3 separate regions of the Mus musculus genome follow, and all the other regions are linked to region 1. Evidence: chromatin contacts called from public promoter capture Hi-C data. All regions are on one chromosome and are shown on one strand. Each heading gives the region's core, a stretch centred on a gene start, on an enhancer-like site or on the middle of the called end of the contact. The rest is flanking DNA. Distances are from core to core; before and after follow the strand shown.

Region 1 (2,784 bases), core at 109-2,608:
CCTGGCTTATCCTCCTGAGTTCCTGACATACAGATGGCTTCATGAGGAGCAACTGTGCATTCTGAAATCCTTAAAAGTGGGGTGGGAGTGGGGAAACGTTATACAGCAACAGACAGTCAAGAGCACTGAGAACAAATACGAAACGAGCAGCACAAAGGACCCTGGGACCCGACAGTCAAAGAGTTATCTGGGAAGAAGCCATGACTCTAGGCTGCCTGGCTCTACAAGCTGGTCATGGTGGCAGGTGTCTGTAATCCCAGCAACCAGAAAGTAGAAGCAGTCAGATCAGCAATTCAAGGCTACACTGTGCCAGGTGTGGTGGCCCATGCCTCTGATCCCAGCACTTGGGAGGCAGAGGCAGGTGGATTTCTGAGTTCGAGGCCAGCCTGGTCTACAGAGTGAGTTCCAGGACAGCCAGGGCTACACAGAGAAACCCTGTCTCGAAAAAAAACAAAAAAAAACAAAAAAGGCTACACTGTAAACTGTGACCCAACCACGTAAGGAGCTCTCAGGGCCCAGACCCATCCTGCAGACTCCTCTGGAGTAGACAGACAAGAGGAAGAAAGAAGAAGCTGACGGTAACTGGACACTCAGACAGGGACTGTGGTGACCCACACTGAGTTCTGCTGAGTGCGGGGCACTATTCAATCACAGGCCACCCTGCCCACAGTCTTTCTTGGGGGTACCCATCCTGCCCCAAATGGAGGCAAAGCTCACTTGATGCCATCGAGCCAGGTGACAAACTCATAGGCACTGCTGGTAGGTGCGTGACATTGTACATAGGACTCTGGAGCGCAGTCCACGGTGTTGAACACCACAAGGCTGTACTGGGTTCCACCATACTGGGAAGAAAGGACAGAACAACTTTACAACTGAGATCTTTGGCAAGGAACAGGCCATCCCAACTTCAGATCATTTTAGAAATAAGCTGTGAGCCCTTCTTCTCTCAAACCCAAGACTAAGGACCCCATCTTTCCTCCCTCAGACACAGGGGTCTACCGGCTTCCATCCCGTGACTCGGCCGCGCACTCACGTCTCCCCCAAAGTCCGTCTCTGCAGGGGGTCCCCCGTTGAAGTACCTGCAAAGACGGAGGAAAGGCGGGGTCGGCACGAGCTTTAGGTTAGCTAGGGCGGCGGGAGGCGACGAGAGGTCTCGCTCACTCACTCTATGGCAGGCAGCAGGTAGTGCTTGCGGAGCTCCTCGAAGTACGGCCCCAGGTTTGCTGTCCCCTCGATCACAAACACCACATCGGCGACCAGGCCCCCGGCCCGCGCCGGGCCTTCGGATCCGGGGACCATGCCCCGCGCCGCCGACGCCAGCGCCGCTGACGCCGTCGCCGTCCCGGGACGAACAGAAGTGCGCTTGCGCGGTGTGCGCAGCCCCGCCGGACGTCTGGCAGCTTCTGCTGATGCTGATACGGCCATGTTTGTGCGGGGCATTTTGCGAGCCGTGGTTTTATCTCTACCCTGGGGCATACCAACAACACGAAACTCTCAGAATGGGCACAACGAGCCCCTTTAAGGGCCTCTTGAAATCGAGCAAACTTTTGCGCACAACATCAAGCACGAAATAAATCGAAAAACGGCACATCCGGTCACCATCTTGGAGTCGAAATCTAGTTTCCGACTCCGGGCTAAAGGGAGGGTCGGGAATCCGGTTGCTAGGCAACGCGTACCCATCCGTTGTGGTCTCACACAGAGATTAAGTTAATAAATTCTGTTCTTTCTGACCGGGAACCGATGAAAGAGAGCGGTCCAATCACATCATTGGAAACGACGTTGCTAGGCAACACTGTAAAGTTGCCCGGGACTTGGAAGCGAAGCAGTTGTTTTTGCTGGGAAAGAAGGGAATTCCAATTTAAGTGGAGGTTGCTAGGCAACACCTAATCTCTGTTTTCTGGGAAAGAAGCCAGAAACAGAATCAAAGAAAATACATTCCTTATTAAAAAAGAAAAAAAGAAAAGAGAAAGAAAGAAAAGAAAAAAAGAAAAGAAAAAAAAGAAAGAAGAAAATAATAATACTATATATATATAAACAGTGCAATAGTAATGTCTGGTATAGTCGAGAAAACTGAGTCTCAGCATTGTAGCTAACAGCATAAGCCGAAGTGAATATAAAATGACCTGGAAACTTATGTGTGGACAGAAATTTACTAAATAAAGCGTACTAATGTAGAAAGATACAAAGCCGCGATGGCGCACGCCTTAAATTCCAGTGCAGAGCAGATGCAAGTGGGACTGAGTTGCAGTATCAGTCTACAGAGTGAGTTCCAGGACAGACAGGGCTGCACAGAGAAACCCTGTCTCGAAAAACAAAATAAGAAAAAAAGAAAAAGAAAGAAAAAAAGACAAGCGATTTTTCAAAACGTAGGTGGCAGGCATCCAAACTTGGCTCACTTGCTTGCATTTGCAAGCAGGTTAGCAACTGAGACATTGCCCCAGACCTTGGTTTTTGGTATCTCTTCCCCACCCTCCACTCCCAAGGCAGGCTTTCTCTGTGTTAGCCTTGGCTGTCCTGGAACTTGCTCTGTAAATTTGTGGAGCCTCCCAGAACTCAGAGATCTGCCTGCCCCTACCTCTGGAGTGCTGGGATTAATGGCACACGCCACCCAACCATTGGCGTGAACAAGCTTTTTTAACCCCAATGCTAACCCCAAAACTACAATTTTCCACGTTGAATTTTGTTTTGTTTTGTTTTCAGACAAAGTTTTTCTGTGTAACCCTAGCTGTCCTGAAGCTCACTGTAAAACAGGTTGGCTGTGAACTCAAAAAATGTTCTTGTCTC
Region 2 (2,784 bases), core at 81-2,580, 660 kb after region 1:
TACCTGGAGGCCACCGGGAGCGAGTGCTCAGCCTCTCCCAGGCTCTAGCTACAGAGGCTTCCCAGTGGCACAGGCTGATGGCAGGTGAGGCGCCCAGGCTCTGAGGGAGGAAGCCTGGAAGTGTGGATGTCACGTGATTAAGTTAACACTGCTCCTTATCCCTTTAGCCTCTCCAGGCAGAAATTTGGATACCAGGGGAGACTGTCTCCAGCCAAGCCCACAGCCTCCCAGTGAAGAACTGCCCCAGGTCACCTCGTCCCCAGCTCCTCACAAGGCTACTTCTGCTACCACAGGGTTCTCATGCCAAGGCAGCCGGAGAGGCCTGGCCCCATGGGAGGCCAGGTGGGACCCTGGGAAGGCCCCTCCAGCTCTGACCCAGGAAGAGGGGGCATGGCCCTTCAGAGTCACTCTGCTGCAGTCCAGCTTTTGACTCCCATCTTTATACTGAGCCCTACAAGCTGGAAGCACAACTTTGAGGTGTGGGACCATTCAGGACCACAGGGGAGAGGTTCATTCCAGCATGTATTCTAGGAGGGCCAGGGCCGCTATGGTCAAAGATTGATTTTCCCAACACTGTCCAAAATTGGATGAAAACTTTGAACTATTAGTCAATAAATAGCTTTTATTCTCTCTGTGGTTGTGACATTGTGTTCTGACAAACAAGGGTAAGGGCCCAATCTGCAGTGGTGGCACACGCCTTTTATCCCAGCACTTGGGAGGCAGAGACAGGTGGATTTCTGAGTTTGAGGCTAGCCTGATCTACAGAGTGAGTTCCAGGACAGCCAGGGCTATACAGAGAAACCCTGTCTCGAAAAACAAACAAACAAACAAACAATATGGGTCTGAGGGAGGAGGCTGGAGCCTGAATCAAGCCAGAAGAAGTAGCCCTGGTCTTACAAGTCAAAGGAAAAAAAAAAAAAAAAGAAAAAAAGCCGGGTGTAGTGGCGCACGCCTTTAATCCCAGCCCTTGGGAGGCAAAGGCAGGCGGATTTCTGAGTTCCAGGCCAGCCTGGTCTACAAAGTGAGTTCCAAGACAGCCAGGGCTATACAGAGAAACCCTGTCTCGAAAAACCAAACCAAACCAAACCAAAACAAAACAAAAAAAACAAGTCAAAGGGAGCAAGGCTGAAGTCAGTCTGAGGAGGCAGAGCTGGGGTGAGGGTCCCTGAGTCTGAAGGAGGACTGTCAGTTTGGGTACCCTGGGACTGAAAAAGAAGGGCTAGGAAGGAGAGTCCTCAGTTCTCCCAGGTGTGCCTTCCTAGAAACACCCCCTCCCAAGGTCAGCCTTCAGTGACCCAGCCTGTATATCTGGTTCCACCCCACTGCTTCTCTGGACTGTGGAGGTGGGAAGAGGTCCAGAGGGCGTGGGATACAGCTGGGGATGGCTGCAGTAACCCGATATTCTGGGAAGGTGGTGGTGGTGACTGGAGGCAGCCGGGGCATCGGGGCTGCGATCGTGAGAGCCTTCGGTGAGTAAGGGTCTTCCCGCCTGCTGTCTGAATTGTTGTAGGAGAGAAAGGATGACTGACAGAGGTTCCCAGAGTGGGAGGAGGAGACTCAGGTTCATTTCTGTAATGATTTATTTGTTCTTAAATGATTTGTTTATTTTTATTTTCCTCTGCATTGTTGTTGAATCTGGCTGAGAGTATTAGATCCCTTGGAACTGGAGTTACAAACAGTTGTGAGCTGCCATATGGGCACTGGGAAATGAACCTGGGTCCTTTGGAATAGCAGCCAGTGCTCTTAACTGCTGAGCCATCTCTCCAGTCCCTCAGTCCATTTGGATTGTTGGGTCTTTGCTGATAGGTTGGTCATTAAAAACTCTTCCTTGGGCTGGAGAGATGGCTCAGCGGTTAAGAGCACTGACTGCTCTTCTGAAGGTCCTGAGTTCAATTCCCGGCAACCACATGATGGCTCACAACCATCTGTAATGAGATCTGGCATTTCTGGAGTGTCTGAAGACAGCTACAGTGTACTTACATATAATAAATAAATAAATCTTAAAAAAAAAAAAAAGTTCTTCCACTGGCCTGGCAGTGGTGGCATATACCTTTAATCCCAGCACTTGGGAGGCAGAGGCAGGCGAATCTCTTGAATTTTAGGCCAGCCTGATCTACAGAGTGAGCTCAGAACAGCCAGGACCATACAGAGCAACTCTGTCTCAAAAATATAAAAATAAAAAAAAAAATCTTCCCTGGATCGGTTCCTAGCTGCAAATGATAGCTTTGAGAGTATTATTGCCTATCGGTTTGGGATTTTTCTAGAATCCAGGATGGGGGCCAACAGCAGCTTAATGAAAAAGGTTATTTGTTGCAAGATTCTGCTCTTGTAAGAGGACTGAAGCCAGTCACAAGAGCCGCTGGAGTGGCAGGTGCTCTGGGTGGTGGCCAGCAGAGGGCACCAGAGATGGTGAGGAAAGTCTGCAGGGCTTGTAACCTTGTTCTCTTCTTTTGGCAGTGGACAGTGGGGCTCAAGTGGTTTTCTGTGACAAGGATGGTGAGTGATTCAGTGTTCGATTCTCCCTTGCCTCCTCCATCGAAAGGGATCCGCGCCTAGCTCTCCTCCCTTGAACCCAGCTCTGCTTCCTCGGACCCAGGAATTCAAGTCCTGGCTTTCTTCCCTCCCATCCAGGGCTCTTCCCTAGCCCTCTACCCTCAGACTCTGGTGTCCAAGCCTCAGCTCTCCTTCCTCAGACCCAAAATCTTTCTCCTGCAGAGGCTGGGGGCCGGGCTCTGGAGCAGGAACTCTCGGGCACTGTTTTTATCCCCGGTGACGTGACACAGG
Region 3 (2,784 bases), core at 140-2,639, 540 kb after region 1:
AGGCCCAATATGCCCGGTCTCACTTCCTGGGCTTTATTCGCTCACTGTAACATTCAACTAACTGTGCGATGGCACAGACACGTGCCCTAGGTGAGGTTCTGAAAAATACAGTCTCTGGACAAGACCCCATGCTCTGAACCCAGACTCTATTTCTCTTCCTCACTGTCACACTCCTGGCTTCGGACACACTTTCCTGTGACCTGTGCTCTCAAGCACACAACACAACTTCCCACTTACTAATCTTCCCCAGAAGACCAGGGTACCAGTCTCAGACCTCGCAGGACACTGGGATGAGACTTTGGAACTGGTCACTGACTACATCAAGAGGCAGACGAAGTTTCCAGAACGCATTGTGGGATGAACCACGACTCTGTCACTCCAGGCTCTGGCTAGTCACTCATTCACAGAGAAATCTGAGTGTCTACATGACTCTTCCATCAGACCCAGGATTCTTTCTGTTGTTGTTTCTCTGTGTAACCCTTGGCTGTCCTGGAACTGGCTCTGTAGACCAGGCTATCCTCAGACTCACAGAGATCCACCTGCCTCTGCCTCCCAAGTGCAGGCTTTCACTACCATGCCTGACATCTAGGATTCTGAATACATTGTTGCCTTCTCTACTAGCTTCTAAAGCCACAATGAAGCTCCTTCCTCAGTGGTCAATACACTTCCTCCACATCCAGGAGTCCAGGTCCAGCCCTCTTCTATTAGGCCCAGGCACCCTCCCTAGCCCTCCTCCTCCTCCAAACCAGGCCTCATCCACTGTGATCGTCCCTCCGATCTAGGGATTCAGGCTCTAGCCTGCCTACCTCAAACACAAAGGTGCACACACCAGCCTGCTTCCCTCAGACCCTGGTATCCTCTCCTCCCAACACTTCCCACAGATCCATGTGTCCTCCCAAGCCCTCCTTGGCGACTTCCTCAGCCCCCTTCCGTCAGATTCATGCATTCTCCTCTGCTCTCTTCCTTTAGACACATGCATTCTCCTCTGTATCCATTGCTCAGACTCGGTGTCCTCAGCATCCTCCCTCTGACTCGGGAGTACTCCCCAGACCTCCTCCGTCAAACCAGGCATCTTCCTTATCACTCCTCCCTCAGATACAAGAGTCCTCTCCAGCTCCCTCCTTCAGACTCTCTAAGAAGGGTCATTGTCGGTCCTCCACATGCACCCAACACTTACCACGGTTGCCATGATGCACACCAACCGCCAATGCCTCAGCGGAAACGGAAATCGGCTAGGAGCGCGGTCTTTATCCTCTCTAGGCTCCCGGTCATCCAGTCATCTCTATGGCCCATAAGATATATAAAATTCCTGTAGGGGGCGTACACTAGGCCGCGCCCAGCCCGCGAGGCTAAATTGGAAAGCCGGTGTTCTGAATCCCGGGTGGGTTCCTGACGTCTCTTGCTCCTCCTCCTCTTACCTAGCCTCCTCCCCCCTCCTTCCCCCCCGCCCTGCAACTGCTAAGTCCGATTGCAAAATTCTGAGCACATTTTGTAGCAACCACACGTCCTCCACGATCCCTTCCCTCTCTGTCCAACCTTCCTCACCAAATTGGGCCTACAGCTGAGATTGACAGCTCTGTTCACCAATCACTTCCATGCTGCGTAGAAACAAGCCCCGCCCCCGCAGCTCCCCAGGAGCCTCTGGCCAAGGAAACTGGATTCTATCCGCCAATAAGTAGACGCAATAGCCCCCGCCCCCCAGCCGCCGACCAATCGTGCTAGACCAGCAGGGTGGGCAGTGCCTCCTGGCGGCCACGAGGCTTCACTGCAGCTGCCCGCCCGATTCAGTGTCTCAGCTCACCCTACCTGAGTCGGAGCGCTCTGGGGCGGGGGTGCGGTCGTGCAATAGGAAGCGGAGCGCCTTGCAAGCTTCCCCTGGGACACCCGCTAACTCTACCGGTCACCAAGTCTGCTGCGTTCCCAGCCGATCTCTCTGGTTTCCAGTTTTGGTGCTCGAAGTCCCCTGCCCGCAGTAGCCATGCCTCTCAGCCGCAGTCTCTCTGTGTCCTCGCTTCCAGGATTGGAAGACTGGGAGGATGAATTCGACCCCGAGAACGCAGTGCTTTTCGAGGTGGCCTGGGAGGTGGCCAACAAGGGTGAGAACGTCAGCGTTGGTCCCTTGACCAAGAAGGGCAGGCGAGGATGGGGCCCCGAAACTCCGTTTCAGACGGGAAAAGAGTTACGTGGAGGAGTCTTGGGTCCTGGGAAAAGCGCCTGTGACTTCTGTGTCCTTGTGAAGGGGCTGGAGTAGGCGTCCTAGGCCCTGGGGGGAAGGGACAAGAGACTACTCTTAAGATGGAAGGAGGCTTCAGGTTCTGCAATCTAGGGAAGAGGGCACTCAGAGAAAGATTCCTGGGTCTTGAAGGGAGGTTTTCGAGGGCCGAGAGACCTGAGATCTAAAAGTGGAAGGAGTTAGTGCATCTAAGCCCAAGGAACACTGGAGCTTTTGGGTCTGTGGTCCAGAGGACGTGACTGTGGAGTTGGGGTGTTCCTAAAGGTTGGGATTCATGGATTTTTCAGGGGGCATAGCGGACCTGAACCAGTGTAAAGCCAAGAGGGGCTTGGAGACTCAAATTCTTAGATACAAGGTGGGAAAGAGTTGGGAACTTGAATGTCGAGTTTGAAGGAGCCCAGGGCCTAAGTCCTGGCTTCCTATGTAGTGAGGTGCCTCCCTCCCTGTGGACTGGGAAAGCTGGAAGTCCTAAGTTGGTCAGGAGCTGGGCCCTAGGATGGGAGGAACCCACCCACAGTATGTATGGGAGATCACTAGCTTCTCGCTCATGA

The links. Promoter capture Hi-C pulls out the DNA fragments that hold promoters and counts their contacts. Capture Hi-C pulls out chosen DNA fragments and counts their contacts.
Region 2: a contact with region 1 is called in a promoter capture Hi-C map of pancreatic islet. The contact joins the promoter of Hsd17b14 here to the promoter of Med25 in region 1. A contact is called at or near these places in 2 of 39 promoter capture datasets (liver and neutrophils), 1 of 115 datasets of contacts at active chromatin or transcription factors (large pre-B cells) and 2 of 9 other capture datasets (liver and pancreatic islet).
Region 3: a promoter capture Hi-C map of pre-B cells shows a contact between it and region 1, with 2.4 times the contacts expected there. The contact joins the promoter of Ruvbl2 here to the promoter of Med25 in region 1. A contact is called at or near these places in 4 of 39 promoter capture datasets (frontonasal cranial neural crest, liver, neural stem cells and 1 more), 1 of 484 Hi-C or Micro-C datasets (liver), 4 of 115 datasets of contacts at active chromatin or transcription factors (astrocytes, bone marrow-derived macrophages, differentiating embryonic stem cells and 1 more) and 2 of 9 other capture datasets (liver and macrophages).

Annotation. Positions count from the first base shown.
Region 1 is chr7:44,891,066-44,893,849 of GRCm38.p6, forward strand. Med25 (mediator complex subunit 25) reads right to left here and starts at 1,359. Exons shown (of 18, transcript NM_001331207.1): 1 at 1,166-1,359; 2 at 1,034-1,079; 3 at 718-842. The coding sequence starts at 1,299.
Region 2 is chr7:45,553,598-45,556,381 of GRCm38.p6, forward strand. It overlaps Hsd17b14 (hydroxysteroid (17-beta) dehydrogenase 14), which reads left to right and starts at 1,331. Exons shown (of 9, transcript NM_025330.3): 1 at 1,331-1,469; 2 at 2,458-2,496; 3 at 2,716-2,784. The coding sequence starts at 1,382. It overlaps Plekha4 (pleckstrin homology domain containing, family A (phosphoinositide binding specific) member 4), which reads left to right. Exons shown (of 20, transcript NM_001381849.1): 19 at 1-84; 20 at 168-632. The coding sequence ends at 430.
Region 3 is chr7:45,433,075-45,435,858 of GRCm38.p6, forward strand. It overlaps Ruvbl2 (RuvB-like protein 2), which reads right to left and starts at 1,390. Exons shown (of 15, transcript NM_011304.3): 1 at 1,178-1,390. The coding sequence starts at 1,189. It overlaps Gys1 (glycogen synthase 1, muscle), which reads left to right and starts at 1,765. Exons shown (of 16, transcript NM_030678.3): 1 at 1,765-2,096. The coding sequence starts at 1,979.